2 separate regions of the Astyanax mexicanus genome follow, and region 2 is linked to region 1. The links are chromatin contacts, called in public Hi-C maps. All regions are on one chromosome and are shown on one strand. The core of a region is the stretch at or near the end of the contact, and the rest is flanking DNA. Distances in the headings are between cores, read along the strand shown.

The links. Hi-C and Micro-C count contacts between places; a contact is called where the count stands out from the background.
Region 2: a Hi-C map of muscle shows a contact between it and region 1, with 7 times the contacts expected there. The contact joins the promoter of egr1 here to the enhancer-like site in region 1. A contact is called at or near these places in 2 of 3 Hi-C or Micro-C datasets (both in muscle).

What each region holds. Positions count from the first base shown.
Region 1 is chr10:22,484,302-22,489,906 of AstMex3_surface, forward strand. No RefSeq gene overlaps it. Among protein-coding and RNA genes, the nearest start is that of egr1, 41 kb to the right of the region's middle. Within about 2 kb of position 2,015, the one cell type or tissue checked has an H3K27ac peak away from gene starts, as active enhancers do.
Region 2 is chr10:22,523,935-22,530,050 of AstMex3_surface, forward strand. egr1 (early growth response 1) reads right to left here and starts at 4,653. Exons shown (of 2, transcript XM_015601221.3): 1 at 3,838-4,653; 2 at 284-2,965. The coding sequence starts at 4,042. The coding sequence ends at 1,599.

The sequences.
Region 1 (5,605 bases), core at 765-3,264:
AAGTTTGCGCTTCTCACTTTTTTCCATTCTATTCTAATCTAAAAATGATGAATATTTGTCAGAAACGTAAAGGGTATTATTTTTTCTTTAACCAGAACATGTCCAACTAAAACATTCCCTGAATTTCTGACCATAAAACATCCCGTCTTCCACTTCCTAAAGCTAATGTGGCTTCCAGCGCAGTGTGGTGTGAGAATTCTGGCTCAGATGGTTTCACAGGCGAAGGAAAGGGAATGCAGGGGGTGTGTCACTCTACACTCACAGGAGCAGTGTGGTGTATCCAGGCATTCTGAGATACGCCTTAGCCTACAACTGACAGCAGCAACACACACACACACACACATACACACACACACACACATGCTCACACACACACACAAACATACAAATGTTTATACTCATATGTAATAACAATATGTCCCATATATATTATATACATACTATGTTCAACCCTATATGTAACCCGTAATAATACATCCCACCCACATACCTTAGAACAGATTCTCTTTAATGCAGGGGTTTAAGTTTTTTATTTATTATTTTTGTTTGTTTGTTTGTTTTGTGTTTTTATTATTTCATACATTTTACTTATATATTAATTCTATTGAATACTATGCATTACTATTATTATTTGAATAATTGTTATATTATTACTGTTGGCACTAATATTTGTAATACTTGTATGTATATGTATGTGTATATATATATATATGTGTATATGCATGTGTGTGTACATATGAGCTAATTCATATTAATATCTGTCACACTCGGCTTAGTTCAGGTGGGTTAAAAGAAAAGATTTAGACCTTTTATTTCTTGGAAAAAAAAATCAATAAGCAAATGATTAAAAGAAAAAGAGTGTATATGTATATATATATATATATATAAATAAAAGAGTGTACATATATGTAATAGCATATAGACATTTATATGGCAGCTTTATATGGCTGCTTGCTAATGCTGCATTGATCAAAAGCTGGTGACTGAATTCACATGTACCAGAGGAGGCCTGAGCTTGTTCTCACCCTCCTAGTGTCTGCATGAGCATTGACGTGCTAATAAGTGAGCAAATCTAAGCTAATTATGGAGAACAATGGGTGAAAATATAAAAAAAATACACAAACAAATAGTTAAAATATGTATAAAGTGTACAATGGCAAAAATAGAGAGTGAGAATATGTAAGTATTAGATGGCGTCTAGTCGTGGACTACTATTATTTTTTTCAGTGGAAATATCGTCATTCAGAATCACGCATAATAATCCTAGTCCAGGCTTAATCCCTCTCTGTGGATCAGTCTCTCTTGTATGTAATAAGACTTTTAAGATCCTCGCTGTAAAACTGGCCTCAATGTTTTTTTGGCTGCTCTGTTTAAATCAAATGAATTAATGTACTAATTTTGAACTAATTAACTAATTTTCTCTAATGTACATTTTTAGACACAAGATCTGCTTTTCTTTGGTTTTTCAGAGACCAAAAGATTTTTAAGTTCTGCCCTTAAAATGTTCAAAAACACGTACTCTCTTTCACACACACATGACTGCCATTCCCTTACACAGCAGCAATCTGTAATCAGAAACCTCTGGCCTGCTTTACACACACACACATACACACACACACGTATTCACACGCTCACACACACATACACACACACACACACAGAAAGAAAAAAAGCAACAGCCAGTGAGAGAAAGGATTTTACCCAGCCAGTTTGCCAGGGCAGGCAGCCAACACCAAGAGCAGGAGAGAGAGAGAGAAAGAGGGAGAGAGGGAGGGAGAGAAAGCCAGAGTGGGCAGGAAAGTCCATACATAGCTGACAGGAAGGAGTGTGCCGGGGCAGGAAGTGCCTTGTATGGGCCGAGAGGTTTCCTGGCAGGCCCAGAGAGAAGACATTTCCTCCCCGAGCCCAGATCACATGACACACAGCGGGACTGCCGACAGACTGCAGGACGTGTGTGTGTGTGTGTGTGTGTGTGTGTGGGTTTGAATCCAAAGCCACTCCCTGCTCCCCTGCACTCCAGCCCTACTGCTCTGCTCTGGCTCGCAGTGACTCGGCTAAACCCAGCTTATCCCTTTACATCAGCCGGAGTCTGATTTAAAAAAAAAATACTTCCTTCCACTCCATTTTTTCAGTGTTTATTTTATATAAACACACATATAAAAAGGCTGTCAGTTTAAAAATTGTGTAAAAAAATGTTTACTTTTTTTAACCCAAAAGAGCCCACAGTGACCTATAGTTAGGCCCATAAGTATTTGGACATTGACACAATATTTACACTTTGAGCTCTGCATGCCATCAAAATGGATTTAAAATAAAACGCTGATGTTATGTTATTGAAGTGTAGACTTTATTAGGTTTTACTCAATATTTAAAAATATGAACAAAAACATGCAATGTTTATAAATTTTTATAAATTACAACCATTTTTCTACAAAGCTTCTTCATATCAGGAGCTCAAAAGTCAGTGGACTAATACACTTTAGCATAAATAAAATATTAATATTTAATACTTTGTTAAAAATCCATGAAGTCTGGAACCCATGGACATCACCAAACACTGGGTTTCCCCCTTTATGATGCTTTTTTTGCTTTTAGTTTTGTCTTAAGTTTGTCTGAAATTTAGCTCCATCAGGTTCAAATCTGGTGGTTAAATCTGCCACTGCAGAATATTCCACTTCTGTGCTTTAAAAATCAACTGGATCACTTTTACAATACAATGTCACATCATTAATATACAATAGTGACCCAGTGCCACTGGACTCATGCACGCCTACGCAACCACCACCATGTTTCACAGAGAATGTGGCGAACATTGTGTTGAGCTTTTCCAAACCTTCTTCATACTTTCTTCTTCCCATCATTCTGGTACAGGTTAATCTTAGTTTCATATGTCCAAAGTACATTGTTCCAGAACAGGGCTGGATCCTTTAGATGTTTTTTGGTCTGATTTGAAGTCTAATTTGGCCTTTCTGTTAATGATTTGCACTTTGTGGTGAACCCACTGTATTTACGGTAGACTGAGACACTGATATACCTACTTCCTGGAGAGTGTTCTTCACTTGGGTGGGTGTTGTGAAGGGCTTTTTCTTTATCATGGAAAGGATTCTGTTGTCTTCTGTGGATATCCAGGATTGTTTGAGTTCCCCATTTCACCACTGCACTCTTTTTTACCAGAATGTACAAAAATGTTGATTTGGCCACTCCTAACATTTCCACTATCTCTCTAATAGATTTTTTTTTCAGCCAATGATGGTTTGTTTCACTTCCATTGAAAGCTTCTTTAACCACATGTTCCATCTTCCAAATGCAAATGCCACACCTGGAATCATCTCCAGGCCTTTTAGCTGCTTAACTGATAATGGATTAATAAGGAAATAGCTCATGCAGCCTATAAAATAGCTTTTGAGTTCATTTATCCAATTCTGAAATGAGGAGGCTTTGTAGAAAAATAGTTATAATTCTTAGACACTTTATAGGATATTTTTGTTCAAACCCTTTAATTAAACCTGATAGTCCACACTTCAGTTACATTATATTTATTTCATTTTAAATCCAGTGTGGTAGCATGAAGAGTCCAAATCATGAATAGTGTCCATCACTGTCCAAATACTTATGGGCCTAACTGTATGTATTTGCTTTGTTTGTGTAAAGTTTGCTTCTTTAGCTAGTTTTGCACTGGAGCTACAAGGCTAATGTACAGTTGCTGACAAGCGAGGGATGTTAGTACAGTACTTTAACTAGTAGATTCCATTTTATGAGGTAGTTTAAAGTAGTAAAGTGCTTTTTTAATGTAATAGACTGCTGTTAATGTGGTAAATTGCTATTTAGTGTAATTAATTATTTTTTTTTTTACATTAAATCCAATTAACTAAAATAAGTAACTTTTTATGTTTTATGTTTTTTATGTCTATTGGATTGGAAGCCATCACAAGCCATCCCTAAAACACCAAAATAAACATAAAAAAAGTCTTCCATATCACATACAATTAGTAAAAATGGACTATTTTAATTTAAGCCTTTTTGGCTCTAGTGCTGTTTTCTTTTTCCAGTGCAGTGGGCGGGGCTAGGCAATTGTTTCATTGGCTTATAAACTTTTTCATAGGCTTATTTATAGTCTATTCTGATTAACAACAGGTTCTACATAGTGTAATGTGCAAAAAAATAAAAATAAACATCTGAAAATACATGGTGTCCATGGTAAATGACCCAGGGTCTAAAAGGGTTAATACTGAAAATATTTAAAACATTGATATTATATTTATCATGTTATCACACGGTGGAAATTTAAAACTATAACATTCGATACTCTAGATTTGGTGAAATTGTAATAGTTTATATAATTTTCCATGATAGGGGCCTGTTATGTAATCTTTAATAGACTTTATGTGAGCTACTGTTATCTACACAAATAGATAGATAGATTCCGGCTGGTTTTCTGTGCTACATACTGTATGTACTTTTGTCAGCTTTGTACTTTAAGTTGTAATTTAAAGAGAAGAAGTTTTTTTTTCTCAAACAGCAGGAATGTGTTAACGCAGGAGACTGACTATTCTCTTCTTGTTTTACAGGATTTCTGCACAAGCTTCTACTGCCTTATCAGCTCCTGCATGACCTTTTGGACTGCACCGTGTACAACGCAGTCAATGCCCTGGCCTTCTGTATACGTGTGTATGCACTCTGTTTGTATACGTGTATGTGTGTGTGTGTGTGTGTGTGTGTGTGTAAGAGAGAATGCCAAAAAAAAGAAAAGAAAAAAAGAAAATCTGCATTCCCACTTATTTAAAAATGAAATGAAACGCATTGTGACGGACACCAGACTGCAAAGCTAAAGGCAAACAGCTGGATAAATGTGCTCTGCACTCTATCAGCATTTATTACTCATTATTCATTTAACACGTATCCGCTTTCACTGGATTCTGTTTAGGAAGGACTGAAGGCAGTGTTTCATTTCAGCGAGAAGCACGTTGTTGGCAGAGATTCAAGAAATAAATTGCACTGTGTTGGTATTAATAGCCTGGATATATTTCTGGCATATTTATGGTACTGGAGTTCTCATCAAACTGCAGGAAACTGGGGCAAGTAGCATTTAGCATAACTACCTCAGTATGGTTCCAACGAAAGCCAAGCAGCTATGCTCTTCCTCTGTGGGTTCAGTAGGGTGTGCGTACATCAACACAGCAGATGTGGCTGAGAGGGAGATTCTTCATTCTCGTATTTGATGCTTAATGAGATTTGGCAGATTTTCCAGCAGCACTGTTGGAATTGTAGATAGATAGATAGATGGATGGATGCATGGATGGATGGATGGATGGATAGATAGATAGATAGATAGAACTTGGATTTCTGCCTAAATTGGTCATTAAATGATTAATAATCTTCATCTAAGTCACAACAATAGACAAACACAGTCTGATTAAACTAATACCACACAAGAAATATATTTTTGCATGCTTTTATTGAACACAACATTTACAGTGAGGGGGGAAAAAGTATATGAACCCCTAGGCTAATGACTTTCCTAAGAGCCAATTGGAGCCAGGATGTGATGAGATGGGATGTGGTGGTTAAAGCTGCCCTGCCCAAAAAACCACACACACCAGTTTTG
Region 2 (6,116 bases), core at 3,403-5,902, 42 kb after region 1:
TTTAAACAAACACTAGGATCTCATTATATCTAAATTGAAAAGTGTTTATGTACAGTGTGTAAAAATGTGTTTTTATTTGGAGCTTTTAGAATCTTTGGCTTTTAAAATCTAGGAAAAATCCTGTTCTAATTGAAGGAATGTATAAAATATGAAGCTGATCTAAAGCTTTATTTTCCTTCTGGCAGCGCAGATTTATTTCCACGCTCGCTATTTCCGAGCGCACTCCAGAAAAGAACTCCACAAATCTGTTGCTAGGCAATAAAAAGAGATTGAGAGGCAGAGATTGAACATATATATATTTATATTTTATTTATGTTTTCGTTCAGGAAAAGGATATCTTGTACACCAAATATCCCATTGGCAGTTAAGCGCATTCAATGTGTTTAGAAGCCATAAACAGTCACTTTTTTTCTGAACAAACACAAATACAAAATAAAAATAACAACAAAATAATGGACTGCATGTAAATAACATACAAAAAATTCCCATGCCTACTCAGTAGGTAACTACAGCATTCCAACTCCTGTAGATATGTACATTTCAGTTACAAAAATATAGTTTTTTTGCTTACATCCCAAAAAACATGATGCAGTGCCCTCGTATTCTTTCCCTTCGTTCCTTGAAATGACTTTCCAAACAAAGAAAATAAAAGAGAAAAAAAATCCCTTACACCTTAAGGCTAGATGCAAAGCATCCACTCTCGCGTATATCTGTCAAAACATCTGCAAGGCTTCTCAAAAGGCACCGAAAAATTTGAAGATCTGTTGTTGATGTTTTTGTCTTTTTTTCCATTATTTTCCCCCTCTGTTAAACAGACTGCTGTTGTCACATTTGAGATTTAAGAGAGAGAGAGAGAGAGAGAGAGAGAGGAATAGTACCAGTGGATGATATTTACAAAATAAGAGAAAGTAACATCACTCTTACACATGCGTCAGAATACTTAAGTGCTTTTATCCAAACAAAGTCAAAAAACTTATCACAGCATTTTCACTACGTACTACAGAATGTATAAAATATGGCCCTGCTCAATTTAGAATAATACAATGCAAATATTCAAATCAATTTTCACAACAATGGTACTAAAAAGTAAAAACAAAAAAACTCAAACATGGCACATGTACAATATACATATACTATAGCTTATGTATATTACTCAAATGTCTTTTTGTAAATGTACTCCTGCCTAGTGAGGGCGTTTGAGCTTGAAACCTGCAGGCATTAGATTACAACATACAGTCCTTTCTGCTCGTTGCTTGTACGGCTATACGTGTACAGTCAGAGGAAAACAAAGAAACTTGCCAAAGCCTGTTGCTTCTTTTTTGTCCTTCTTAAAGTCTTGAATGCCTCGTTTAAACGGAAGGGATTTTGCGGCGAGAGAGCGAGACCAAAGAAAACATCCCTTTTTTGTCTGCAAACGTCTTTGCTGAGTGCTTGACCGTTTGCGTAACTGAACCTCGCAAAGAGTGCAGAGAGAAAAGTGCTTTTTTTGCAGAGAGGGGGATTGACAAGTCCATGACGCTTTCTGTCCCTCTCAGACAGGAGCTGAAGTTGATGGAGGAGTGGGGGCTTCTCCGAGGTTTGAGGACTGGGGCAGAGTCTCAGCAGATGTCTGCTGTCCGTGGGGAGAGCGTGGCTGCCTGAATGTCGGTCATTGGGGTGGTGACGGGTGAGCTGTAGATGTTGCTGGCCACAGAGGAGGGGTAGGAGGTGGCCACTTGCGTCTGGAAGGTGCTGGAGACTGAGGGGTATGTGGTGGCGATGGAGGGGGAAGGGTAGGAGGTGTGGACTGGGGAGGAGTAGCATGAGGCCACTGGGGAGGGGAAGGAGGAGACCGGAGAAGGGTAGGAAGCGATGGGAGAAGGGTAGCTGGATGCAGGTGAGGGGACTGAGATGGAAACTGAGGTGATTGAGGTGTTCTGGGCCACTGCAGCAGCGGCAGCAGCCGTCTTCTCTGCCTTCTTGTCTTTCTGCCGCAGGTGAATCTTGGTGTGGCGCTTGCGCTCGTCACTGCGGGCGAACTTGCGGCCGCAGATCTCACAGGCGAATGGCTTCTCGCCTGTGTGTGTGCGAATGTGCGTTGTCAGGTGGTCACTGCGACTGAAGTTGCGCATGCAGATGCGGCACTGGAAGGGCTTCTGGCCTGTGTGGATGCGAATGTGGCGTGTCAGCTCATCAGAGCGAGAGAAGCGCCGGTCGCACGTCTCCACTGGGCAGGCGTAGGGCCGCTCGTGAGGGGGTGTCTTGCTTGGCCTGTTGGGATACTTGCGGACGCGGCCAGGCTTGATCAGCTGCGATGGGTAGACACCCTTCAGGTCCTGTGAGCCAGTCTGTGTGGCAAAGGCTTTGATGGTGGACAGTGGCGTGAGGGATGGCTGCTGACCTGCCTGTGTCTGGAAGGGTTTCTGGTCAGGTGGCACCAGGCTGATTTCACCTTGCTGCTGGGGGAACAGGTAGTCAGGAATCATGGGCACAGGAAAGCTGGTGCTGCAGGCCTTGCCACCAGGGTAGGCTGGGGGTGGGTATGGCAAGGAGCTGCTGGTCACTGCCGAGGGGAAGCCAGAGCCTGGCTCAGGGAAGATGTCAGGGCTGGCACTTGAGTAGGTGGGAGCGGCTGAGTAGATGGGGTTGGGCTCACTGTGATGGACAGAGCAGCTCAGCGCAGATGCTGTCGAGGATGAGGAAGAAGATGAGGCAGAGGAGGACGAGGAAGAGGGGGTGGAAGACGAAGTGGCCGAAGAAGGAGTGGCCAGGGAAGCCGAAGAGGAGGGAATTGAGGCAGGGGGTGGGTTGATGCCCACCAAGCCGCTGACCAGGCTGAAGAGAGGCTCCGCCCATAGGCTGTTGCTGCAGTTGGTGGCAGGTTCGAGGGTGAAGCGCCCTGTGTAGGAGATGGGGGGCAGCCTCTGGGTGGGGTAACCCTGCTCAGGCAGCTTCTCGCAGTTGATGGCAATTTCAGAAATAGTGTCTGCAACAAAAAAACAACAAGAAGGCAGAGTTTAGCAGCATGTTCCAGTTGGATGGATGTTTGTCAGCTGCCCTGAGTCACATTAAGGCACATTAAAGGTCCCTGAGGTGTTTGAGATGAGGGAGCCTGCTGGCAGCAAAGCTTGTGTTTCCCCATTTTCCCAGACAAAGCAGCAGGTGTTGATGGAGAAGCGGGAGAATCCCCCTTAACCACCACCCCCCCCAAACACACTCTACACACACACTCTCGCACACACACACATGCTGCTGATCTTCCTCTAACATACGCACGTTTGCTGATCTCCCTCAGAGACAAGCGTTCAAGCCAGCGCAAGCTAAGCCATTTGCATTCCTGCTCTCCTCAACTCTCTCCACTCTCACAGGTCTTAATTTCCATTACATGACTAATAGATACATGACAGCTGATCATTCAATCTGCAATTTAGCTGACTTGAAAATGCTATTTATATTAAGTGTGCCTGCACATTTTAGATGACTGCTGTCAATGCACATTTGATGCTTTAATGCATACCTTTTAAGACTGTTGTGATTCTGAGACATTCTTTACCAATTTAGAATTAAGAATGAATACACATTGTTATTTTAAAGTACTCAATCAGTCAGATCATATACAAATACTGTTATTAGAATATATAGGTGCATTAAATGCATGCTTGAATTAATGATGCACTCATTGATTTCTTTTTTTTTTTACAGTCAAGTCAATCAATTATAAGTTCCAAGCACCCAAGCAATTAAGCCACAATTTTCTTCACTTTAAAGCCATGCACCCTGGTTGCATTTAAACAAATCTGCACAAATACAAAAACACTTTCAGCAAGAACACATCATCAAGTAAGTTCCAGCCCTTACCTCCAGTCAGGTGGTCGTACTGCTCCCCCGCTTCCCCGCTGAAGCATGTGCCCTCAGGCACGGAGGCGTTGAGGAAGGGGGTCCCCGCCGAGTTGAGCATGATCATCTCCTCCAGCTTAGGGTAGCTATCCATGGGCGAGTGGGGGAAGCTCAGGGGGTCCGAGATCTGCAGGGCAGGCAGGAGCTCTGTCTTGGCTGCAGCCATCTCTGTGGAGTCTGTGTGCAGAGTCTGAGTGCAGAACAGTGAACGAGTGCAGAGAGGTGGAGAGAGAGAGAGATCCCCAGCAAGCCCCTGTGGGATGAGAACGAACGAAAAGGAAGATGCTGTGATCGCCTCTTCTTTTTCTTGTTGTTGTTCTTCTTCTCCTCCTCCTATCTCTCCTCACTGTCTCTTCTAGAGCTTGCAGGCTCCAGGAAGGCTCGTCTCGGTCCAGAAAAGTATGAACATCCACTTCTCTTCTTTTCTCAGAACCAATGACTGAGAATAAATCAAGGTGTGCCGGTGCTGACCATTCCCTAAGAGTCGCGGTAGCCGGAGTTGTCAATAGTTCAGAGTTGAATTTTTTGACTGTGGACCCTGTTAGTATTTGTTGCTTGTTTTGGTCCAGTCAAGTTCTTATCAGCCTTTTTTTTCAAGGTGATTACTTGTTGTTTTTGAGTTGAGTTCACTTGAGTTGAGTTCGGTTTGTATGTGTGTGTAGGTGTGTGTGTGTGTATGCTATATCGCAGTGGGTTGCCTACTGCCTAATGTATATTATCTGCTGTCTAGCCTTGATGTTGAGTCGCTTGGGTTCTCTGCTCTTGCTCTGCTCAGAGGTTCCCAGTCCTTTATATATACCCTCTTGTCTGTGACGTAGATGTCCATATATGGACTGGAGGAAGGACCATATTTAGGCACTGCAGTGGAAGACACATGACGTTTGCCTGGAGGGGAGGGGAAGAGGAGAGGAGGGGAGGAGGAGAGGAGAGGAGGAGGGGGGGGGGGTAAAAGAAAGCAAACTGAGTGAGCTTTAGCCTTAAAGTCTGTGCAATAAACGGAGAGGAGAAGCCCGAGCGTCCTCCACCTCCTCCTCCAGTGCAGATCGATGGTGCTGAGAGAAGTTCTTGTTCTTTTATTTATTTATGTGGTTTTATTTTCTCTCAGACCCCCCCCCCCCCCCCCCCCCCCCCCCCTCTCGCTCTCAGCCCCGGCTCGGCAGCGCGCGCTCGGGTTTCCCGTCCCCGCTGTAGCAGCAGAGCAGAGCCCGGCCGGAAGCCCCCTCGCTCCGCCACGCCATATAAGGTCATGACTAAGTAAGGAGAGCATCCGGTGGGTTTCCACTTCCCTGCCCTTATTTGGAGCTTCCTGGCGGGTTTGGGGCGCAAACTGAAGTCCGGCGATCAACACAATCACCCGAATGTCAGCAGAGCAGCGCGACCGAGCCCCGAACTGCAGATTTATGAGGCAACTTTTCTCTCTTTTCTCTTCTCGCAGTTCATTTCTCCCTCCTTTATTCTTTCTACCTCGTAGTCTGCACTTTCACTTTACACACACACACAGGCACTCTCTCTCTCTCTCTCTCTCTCTATCTCTCTCTCTCTCTCTCTCTCTCTCTCTCTCTTTCAAACATACACACACACACTTCCAGCGACTTCGCGCCCTCCAGCCCTGCCGCTCTGCTCGCTCGAGCGGTAGGACCGGGACCCTCTCGCGCGCTGCGGTCTCCCCCGCGTTCGCTGTTTTCAGCGGATTCGCGCGCTTTTTATTGATCTATTTACTATTTTTCAAACGTTGTGCCTCTTTTTTTAGCTAGATTGCGCTTAAACGACCGCATAGAGGCATTTAAAGTAGGGTTTAGATAAAGTGTGTGTTTGTTTGTGTGTGTGGGAGAACTGGGCTGCAGCGGGGACAGCTCGCGCTGTTGCTGCTGCTGTTTGTGTGGAAGTCCACAGTGCACAGTGCTGATTGAACACTGCCCTCCTCCTCCCTCATAACTCCGCTTCTCCAGCGCTCTCTCTCTCTCTCTCTCTCTCTCTCGGGCTCTCACTTTTTATATAATCTCTAATCCCAGATCTGATTACTGAAGAGATGCTCACCCGCGGCAGCTTCACTCTGCAGGAATCAGAACAGAGGGCTGTGCTGGGATCTGTCAGATATATCAGACTTTAACACATATATAGTATAGTGATGTCTGACTGTATATCTGTCTGTCTGTCTGTCTACCCCATACGTTTGTGGACATCCCTGCTACTGAATGCATTCAGCTACTTGCAATCACACTCACTGCTGACAAAAATAA